Linked DNA regions of Anas platyrhynchos: regions 2 and 3 are each linked to region 1. A link is a contact called in public Hi-C data. All regions are on one chromosome and are shown on one strand. Each heading gives the region's core, a stretch centred on a gene start, on an enhancer-like site or on the middle of the called end of the contact. The rest is flanking DNA. Distances are from core to core; before and after follow the strand shown. Region 1 overlaps CAMK2G (calcium/calmodulin dependent protein kinase II gamma). Region 2 overlaps NDST2 (N-deacetylase and N-sulfotransferase 2). Region 3 overlaps ZSWIM8 (zinc finger SWIM-type containing 8).

Region 1 (2,986 bases), core at 355-2,854:
CTCCCAACAACTTGCCTATCACCATCACCAATACCTCAGCTATTATGAATGCTGCAAACAAGCAACTGGGACATGTAGGGATGACTTCCACAAGCTAGAAAGACAACCGCAGCAGGATGGATGGGTTGGATGAACAGGCCCTAGGTATACACTAGTATGCACTCTGTCCCTCAGGCAGATCCCTATGGCAGAGCCCTTACCAGCACTGCCGTTAACCCAGCCCCAGCACACTGAACTTCAAGATGAGCAAAGACAGCTGGCTAGCTGTCTACTGCTGATTCGACCTTGCTCTGGAATGCACCTCTGCACTTCCTTCTCTTGGTTTACCACAGCTGATGCCCCATCCCCTTTGAAGCCTTCCATCACCCTTACTGATATCTGGAGTCCTTCAAACTGACAGAGTTTGGCTCAGCTCTGTGAAGTAACACTACTTAAGGTCTATGACTGTATGCACACCCAACAGATCTTCAGCCTTCCCCACAGTTTCCCTTGAGGTAGGCTATGGTACACATCATACAAGTGTATAGGAGGTGCTCTATCATTGTCTTCACCATCACCATTACCACATAATTTCTAATCCCTACCACCAGAACTGTAATTCATCTGCCCTTAGGCATCTGAAGTGTAGGTGTCTGAAATGGAACTAGTCACCAGTCTTCTCCTTTAGGCCCTGAAAGAAGTAAGCAACTCTGCAAGCCTCACCTGAGGTATTTCAGATGCCTATCATTAGGAGCACAGCCCTGAAACACAACCTACCATCTTTAGGTGTCCAATTCAGAAAAGCTGACTCCCACTGTAGATGCCAGAAGATGTTAGTGCAAACTCCCCTCCACCTTAAACTTTCATCCACATGCGCGTATCATCCCAGCACTGGGAAGCACAGCTGAAGAGCAACAAGGTGATAATCCCAGTGGCTCAGAAAGATGCCTGCACCCACTCTGGAAATCTATTAAGAGGATTATACTACCCAGTTAGCCACGGGAACATCTTGGTTAGGGAACAACTGGCTCGTGGTGGTAAGGGAGCTAGTTTTACTGCTCGGGCTGTATAAATTTCCACATACGAAGTGACATATAGAAGGAATGGATCAAAATGACACAGTGGGCTATGCCTATTATGAAAAACACTTTCACAAGCAAATCGCCTGGAACGGCTTCCCCACGAAGCATGGCTACACATTGGATCCCCCTCCTGAACATGTGCCACACCTGTAAAACATGGTCCATGGGAAAGGCTCCACTTGGGATGAATGCCAAATCTGCAGACCGCAGCCACCGTGTGCTGGCTCGTCTCAAGACCTGCACCCGTCTCCCAAACGTCACCACACAGCAGCGCTGACCCTTCAGCGCAAATCCTCTCCATCAGACTGCGCTTGCCTTCTGGCTTCTCCTACATGTCCCGAGCCCGCAGTGACACACAGAAGGCGACCCGCGTTTTGCAGCGGGCAGCGTCCCCGGACCGGGGGCAGGACGGCGTTCCCACCAGCTGTGCTGCACCCCCGAGGGGGCCGCGCAGCGCGGGCCCGGCCCCGGGGCTCCCCCCGGCGGCCTCCGCCGCTCCCCGCAGCCGGCCCAGGCCCGGCCCGGGAGCGCCGCCTGGGGGCGGCCCGAGGCCTGCGGCCTGCCCGGGGCTCGCCGTGCCCGGCCGGCCCGGGGGGGTGAGGTGTTGGGGAGAAGGGGAGCCCGGCGCCTAGGGGAGCTAGTCAGTCGCACTACTCGGCTACTGCTACCCAGCTGCTAACTTACACGGTGCACTGCTGTGCACAAAGGGAACTACTGGAGTTAGCAAGGGCTCCGACCGAGCACGCTCTAACTCCAGTGTCTGCCCTGGGCTGTCCCAGGCAAGAAGCTTCTCTTCACAAGACTGGGTAGCTGCAAAACAAACGTAAGCGTTAAAATAATGAACAAACGAACGTAAACCAGAAAGCAAAATAAAGACCAACACAGAAATACAAACACACGCAAGCCCCAACCCGTGGGCACACAGAGACGCCCCCGTCCCAGCGAGCTGTGCCCGCTCTGCTCCGCAGCCTGTCCCGTGGGGCACCCCTCGGAGTGCTGGGGGTGCTCTGAGGGAGAGCTCACGCTGGCCAGGAGGGTGACAGAGCAGCAGAGGGCAAGTACGAGGTGGGAGAGAGGGAGAAAGGAAGCAGGGCAGCCAAACCACTGCACACCAACCCGGAGAGGAGCGGGGAGGGAGAACGCTGCCCCGCACTGCTCGCTGCTGCTCCTCGGGGCTCCACGCAGGGCCTCGCCAAGAACAAGAGGAACGAGGTAATAAGGAAGCGGTGATGGACAGTTCACTGCAAAACGGACTCGAGATCATTTCCCTTCCATTCTGGCTAGACAAAACACCATGCCCATTATGCCTCACAAACCAGCAGTTTGACATTCTTAGAGCTACTTCAGAAACATTAACACGGAGGCTCTGACTGCTGCATCATGAGGCACTGGCGCTGTGCGCAGGAAACCAGGAATAGATGACAGGAGGAGACAGAAGAGGGCATGCCTGCTCCTCTCTTCCCACCAGACTGCCCTGAGCAGAATCAAATACTTCAGGTGTACCCAACTCACATTAAGGATCTGTCGCAGCATTAAGCAGTCAGACAACTAGTAAGGTACATGTGTAGGGGGAAGGCTGAGACCCCACCTAAATGTCCGACCTGCTAGCATTCTCACACCTCATTTCAGAGGTGTTCAGCCACAGATTCCTCTACGGAGACAGCTGGTTCGGGAGGGATCAGGGCAACATAGTTGACAGACTAACCACGCTACCAGCAACTGAGCACGGCAGACATGCAAAGTAAAGCACAACAGAGAGAAAGATGCCCCTCAGAGCCAACATTATTCAAGGATTTTCACTAGGTGCACCTGATGCACCATCAGCATCCAGGGAGCTCCTAAGTTCTTGCCAAGTGAGACTGAATTCAGCCTCACACATCCCCCTCCATTGCAGAACTGCACCACTGACCCCATTTACAGAAAAG
Region 2 (2,960 bases), core at 133-2,632, 130 kb before region 1:
CTGTCGCAATAAAAGCACTAGGGGACATTCATCGTAACCTTTGCTAAGCGTGTGTTTAGTCCTGCTGACAGCTTGTGTCTTGTGAAAATCTAAGAAAGGTCATGGTTTCTCTGAGCTCGTGGGGAAAAGCCAAAACACAGCTCTGCAGGTAGGGCTTCTTCCTGCAAATCAGGACTGATCTGAGGAAACTGCCAACATGCAAAGTGACAGACTTGCCAGATTTAATTTAGACCAAATCTGACATTCTCTGAAATATCCTCTGTGGTCATTTGGCAGCTTGCACAAAGGGCAGCCATACAGATCTACAACAGAGATCCTTCCAGCTCTCCTCTCTAGAGGAATGAGATGAAAGTTGCAATCTACTTTTTAGATAAATTAGAAAGATAAACATTACCAGTTTTCTGAGGTCCCACGATGAGGAACTTGGGGAGTCGATCACATGTTTTCTCTTTGGACCAGATATCCTTGTGCCTCTTATCATCGCAGGGATTCTGCAGCATAAGAGATGGGATTAAGCATTACCACAGGAGCAAATGGAAAGGGGAGGAAAAGCTGCCAGGCCAGTCCTCCAGGGAAGATGCTATTAGCATATGAAGAACACTTCACAGCCACACTGCTGCTCTGCCAGGCATCAAGAAGAATTAGAGAAAACAGGAGGGAACATTTTCAAACTCCAAAGTGATACAGGAGCCAAAGTCCCCCTGAGAGTGTTAACCACAGGTCTTGCCCTACGCAGCCACACTGGGTGGGGCCCCCCCGATAGTACAGCTCAGCATCTGTGGAATTCTGGCAGACAGACAACTCTATCACCCTCAGCTAATTTCATCTGCTCATTACCATGCAGAGAGCTGCTGTGCTGGGATAAAATGGAATAAACATGTTTTTATTTAATGAACATGAATTCTGCGGTGTGAAATTACTTTACGATTAATCACATTAACATGCCTGCAAGCTTTTCCAGCAACAAACAGGGCTCCTTTCCTCATACACTTAACATTTCACAGCGCCTTGCTCTAATATAAGCCCTTTCATGATCCAAACTTCCACCAACCTCCTTCCAGTCACCTCTGACAGCCATCCTTGCCTCCAAGCTCACACTGTGACTGCGGCCTACCACCCCTGGTCCCCCATCCCTTCCACTTTGCGATTTGCCCCCTGCAGCCTGAAGCCACAAAGGTTAAACCTAACGACTTCATGCATTACCACGCTGTGCTCTGCAGCAGCAGTCTCTCTGCTGTAAGTGTGGGACACACCTCTTGGAAAACCACTAAGAGCGGTTAAAACTGCCTTCTCACCTGCCACAAGGGATTCTTCTCCTGGGGAAAGATTTCGAAGTACTTTTTTGCAAGTTGGACAGGGGGCAGTGTTTGCAGGCGAAGATTGGTCCAGCACTGCACAAACTTGACCAGGCTCTCAAAGGTGTACAGTCCCAGGCGGTCATTCCCATAGTTAGACAGGTGGGTCATGAAGATGCTGATCTGAAAAGAAGGAGGACATGGGATGCTGCTAAAGCAGGTAATGGTGCTGTTTCCTCCTGGCTTGTTTGTGCTGCCAGGAAGAGGCCGTTCGCACCTCAGGCTGCCCTGCCTGTCTGGGCTGACAAACAGCACTGCACCGCTGAAAAATTAAATATATTTTGTGTTTGCAAGGCAGCAGAAACTCAGGACGGAAGGAGGGACACGCACCTCTCAGTAACCTCTGGGAGTGGCGGCAGAGGTAAGCTCTGCCTGTGAGTCCCGAACAGTTTCAAAAGCCCCTTCAGGTGGCTCTGGGACATATTGGGGAACAGGCAGTGACTCTCTCTAGACAAAAACAGGAGCTTCCCCTTCTCTCTCCAAGGCACTGCCAGGGCAGCTGTAGCTGCAGCATCTGCTCCAACCAGCAGGGCAGCCGCTGGGAGCGGGGCAGCATGCTGCACACCAGGGCACAGGACAAGTTTTCACAGGAGTTATTGCAGGCCTGCAGCCTGTGCCTAGGGGAATGCAGTGGATTTCTGTCAATTCAACCCAGCAGCGCTTTGCCAGAAACGAGGCTAGAACCACACCAAGGCTAGAAGTCAGCAAAACAAAAGCAGCACGTTAAGGCCAATGGAAGAATGACTTATGTGTGACAGAGCCCTCCGCATCCAGTGCCTGCTGCTGCAGGGAGGGGAGGGGACCTCAGTAATGGCACTGCTCAATCCTGGTGAGGCCAGCAGCCAACAAGAGGCTGTGTTGGCAGGGGGCAGGAATGGCCTTCCTTCTCCTAGTAGGGAAGAGCAAAAGGAGGAGGGGGGAGACAGATGGGTTTGGATGAAGAGGTTTGCTGGCACTCAGGAGGTCTGAATTCAGTTTTCTGCCCAGTGTCACCACGGGCTGTTACCAGTGCATCTCAGCTGGAGCTGCTGAGCGATAGTACCTCTGTGACTGACCATCCCCAAGACACTGGAAATTAATTTAATCCTGTCCATGAAGGGATCACACATCAGGGTCTTTGCATATGCAACAGCAAATAGTGGTGGCACTCTGGGACACGCAGAAACTGAATGGAGTTAGAGAGTTAGCACATTTGTCTGCCTGTGAATTTTTCACTTCTGGTTTCCTACCAAGCTGACAGGGGCCCTGCTAGACAGGCTGTGGCACCCACACTTCAAAGAGCAGCGTGCACTTGGTGCTGTTGTGCAAAAAGGATGTGCTCAGTTCGACACAGCAAAGCACAGAAAGATCTGGGCTGTAGTATGGAGCACACTGGAAGGCAAAAGGATGCGTCTCCTGTTGTCTTTTTCCCATTTTTGAGAGACACCAGGAGGTGGTGTGATAGCAAAGGGTGCCTCATCCCCTGACATACTGGTGGAACATTTAGAGGAAAGGTTTGCTGCACGAAGTGCCTGACCCACTGCCATAATCCAAGCACTGCAGCAGGGAGGACACAGAGCACCATCAGGAACACTTTCAAGGTTTGCAGAATAAAAAGCTTGCATG
Region 3 (2,987 bases), core at 341-2,840, 160 kb before region 1:
TGGAGGAAGAGCAAGCAGATGTAATAGTCATGTGGTGCAAGTTAGTTACTGTGCTGCTTACTGAGCTTCCTCCTCCTTGTACGATTGGATTTCCCATGCTCTGGGTTTTGTGTGGGGGCATCATGTTTTGAACTTCTAAATGGTCAAATAGAGTAGGCATGACTGTTGCTCATCTTCTTTTTTAGGGTGTCCATCCAGCGTTCATAGGAGCTCAATACCCTTACTCGGTAACAACGCCATCACTGGCAGCTACAGCAGTGTCATTCCCTGGTGTGCCAGTCCCATCCATGACGCAGATTGCGGTGCATCCCTATCACAGCGAGACGGGACTGTCACTGTCTTCCAATGTAGCGAGTAAGTGTTACAGCCCTGGACTGGGCGTAGCATAGGAGGTACAGCCTCACAGCTGTACCCCAGCCACGTCCTGCTCCTCACCAACATTGGTTGGTTGGCACCAGAGTTATTGCTCTGAGAAGTTCTGAACAAATCCACCCCAGCCTAAAGATGCGCATGCTCAGGGGTACTGGTTCATTATGGGGCCTGATTCAGCTAGTGGAGCTTTAATTTCTGTGTAGATACATTTCCAGTACTGAGCTCTCTGTTTGGAGGTGTCCTGGCCCTTCTGACCTCTAACTTGCTAGAGCTTTAGCCCTCTTTGTTATTTTTTTCCCCCTCAGCAGCCTCTCCTCAAGACAAGGTGAGCATAGATGATCTTGAGCAGTGGTTCCTTTGGATCAGACGAACAGGCAGTAGCATTAATAGGTGTCTTTCATGCCCTGAGGAATTTGAGGCAGCCGGTACCTGAAACGTGGAACCTCTGTAGAGAGGACAGATGTTTTGGCAGTCATGGCAATGGCAGTCTGAACGACTGCTCACACGTTGTGTTGGGGCTTGAGTGGTGGTGGAGATCATCAGGCAGTGAGCAGCACTGGAACAGCATATGTTGACTGAGTTGTGGACGTGTTCTCATTGCCACGGGGTTCTGCACTAGCAAGTTGTGGTTGGACCCAGGCTCTGTTATGCCCTAACTGCAGTGGCTATGATGTGTCTGTTTATGAATTTGTTTATCTATCAGTGTGTTGCAACTCACTAGGTTCTGGAAACTTGGCATGTGGGAAAACACTTAAGAGATGTGCTGGCCTCCTTCATATCCAGATTATCAGGAGAAAGGGGATTCCTTTTCAGTTACTTTTAAGTGCGCTATCTTTAATTTCAATGCCAAAAGACACCGCAAAAGGAAATACAAGAGTCCTGAAGGCCTCAGGATATAAAGAGTATCTTTTGCTGACAGCCTTAGTCCTAGGCTGATGCTGCGACTCTTAGCAATGAGAAGCCATTTCTGTAAGAGTTATGAATCTTCTAGAAGTGTTAACTAATCCTAGAGCACTTACACTAACAAAAGAATAAAACAACCCCACCCTTCCCACTTGCCATTGTTTATGGTTTTCAGAAACTTGTTTTCAGTTCTTAAAATACGGTTTTGCTGTTCCTGGAGTACATAGGCACATGGTGATGCTCAGGCTCTGGCAACAGTTCAGCTTAGCTCATTCTTGTGGGTTTTTCTCCTCGGCCAGACGTCAAATGCAGCGTGGATTTTGCCCCACTTTGTGGATTGTTTGGCACTGTGTGTTTGCTTGGCTGAGGAGGTCAGACAGATCTGTCCTGGGAGGCACATTGTTCTCAGTTATTCAGCTGTTCACTAGTAAACATTAAAAAAAATGTTGGAGGGGTCAGGGGAAGAGAGAAATCAGAATTTGGAGCATTGCCCAAATGTGTAGTAGCACCACATGAGAACTACCACTACCATGGTGTAATAGTATCACAGAGAACCTGTGAAATACAAGTGGCAATGTGCACCCACCTAATAGCATCTCTGCTCTGAAATGCTCAAGAAAACCTTGTTTTTCCTTCTCCATGCCTTTCTTGAGAGAAAGATTAACTTGAGTCCCTTGTCAGAATACAGCTTACTGGCTCAGTATTAGCTGCTGTCTATACAAGCTTGTGTAGTACAATGTGTAATGGGTTTTCCTGTGATTTCCCTTGAATTTGCCCATATTAGTTCACTGTCTGAACGTGACAGAACCTTCTCAAGTTCCCTTGCAGTTTTTACTGTAGATAACTGCTGCCAGTGTATGCAACAGCTGTTCTTTACAAGGTTTGATTGGAAGCTAGCCTCCAGTAATGTTCTTCCCACATAGTATCTGGATGGAGTCATAGCTGACTTAAACAGGAGTGGAAGAACTTTGCAATGTTAGACTTTCTTTGAGAGACTTAATACTGTTCTGGCTCAGGGATTTTCCTCAGCAGTTTCACATCAGATGTAGATGTGCATGTGTGTGTTTCCGTAGACAAGAAATCAGAACCAAACATCATTTAGTAATAGCAAAGGCCTTGGAGTCAATACCTCTATTTACATGTAAAACATGGATGATATGCACGTCCATGGTATATTGCAGAAGAGATGGGCAAGTGTGTAAATTGACCCCCTTCAGGCCCTGCTTGCAAATAAAATAGAGATATTCTTAGCCCCTTGTATTTCAGTTTTAAGTCTGTGGTTTTCAGTTGCTGTATTGTTCTGTTTAGGGGAACAGGACAGTACATTGGCAGGGGGTGGTCAGTTGAGGGAGATGACGGCCCAAGTAAACCTTCTTCTAGGCTTGGTGGTGGGTCCTAATGCTGCTGTTTTGCTCTCTTCAGTAGGAAGTGTCCATGCAGGATCAACGTTCCCAGCGATTCAGGGGGCTTCCTTGACAACTCTGTCCTCACAGCCCAACTCCCTTGTTACAGGGGGTTTTCCTGCCGAGGATGAGCAGCACAGTCAGCCTGTGAGCCCTCAGGGTCTGCACTACCTCCACTCCGCATACCGAGTTGGTAAGGATGGCCAAGTGGGTTTCTATGGCCCCGTCAGAGGGATTCAGGGCAGGGCTGCAGGTTTTCACTCTTGTTTGGTAATTCGCTACTGCACCTGTTGGGGGCGATGGCATCCT

Evidence for each region. Hi-C and Micro-C count contacts between places; a contact is called where the count stands out from the background.
Region 2: a Hi-C map of subcutaneous adipose tissue shows a contact between it and region 1, with 2.5 times the contacts expected there. The contact joins two enhancer-like sites. A contact is called at or near these places in 4 of 8 Hi-C or Micro-C datasets (F1 follicle, skeletal muscle and subcutaneous adipose tissue).
Region 3: a Hi-C map of subcutaneous adipose tissue shows a contact between it and region 1, with 2.3 times the contacts expected there. The contact joins two enhancer-like sites. A contact is called at or near these places in 3 of 8 Hi-C or Micro-C datasets (F5 follicle, liver and subcutaneous adipose tissue).

What each region holds. Positions count from the first base shown.
Region 1 is chr6:19,473,644-19,476,629 of IASCAAS_PekinDuck_T2T, reverse strand. It overlaps CAMK2G (calcium/calmodulin dependent protein kinase II gamma), which reads right to left. Exons shown (of 23, transcript XM_027459811.3): 19 at 1,746-1,871. Among named protein-coding and RNA genes, the nearest start is that of NDST2, 14 kb to the left of the region's middle. Within about 2 kb of position 1,604, at least 3 of the 8 cell types and tissues checked have an H3K27ac peak or open chromatin away from gene starts, as enhancers often do. A contact at or near this core is called in F1 follicle and subcutaneous adipose tissue, where this site is marked.
Region 2 is chr6:19,608,278-19,611,237 of IASCAAS_PekinDuck_T2T, reverse strand. NDST2 (N-deacetylase and N-sulfotransferase 2) reads right to left here. Exons shown (of 16, transcript XM_027459798.3): 9 at 1,296-1,478; 10 at 395-491. Among named protein-coding and RNA genes, the nearest start is that of ZSWIM8, 83 kb to the left of the region's middle. Within about 2 kb of position 1,382, at least 4 of the 8 cell types and tissues checked have an H3K27ac peak or open chromatin away from gene starts, as enhancers often do. A contact at or near this core is called in F1 follicle and subcutaneous adipose tissue, where this site is marked.
Region 3 is chr6:19,630,969-19,633,955 of IASCAAS_PekinDuck_T2T, reverse strand. It overlaps ZSWIM8 (zinc finger SWIM-type containing 8), which reads left to right. Exons shown (of 25, transcript XM_038181257.2): 22 at 186-354. Among named protein-coding and RNA genes, the nearest start is that of ZSWIM8, 60 kb to the left of the region's middle. Within about 2 kb of position 1,590, at least 3 of the 8 cell types and tissues checked have an H3K27ac peak or open chromatin away from gene starts, as enhancers often do. A contact at or near this core is called in subcutaneous adipose tissue, where this site is marked.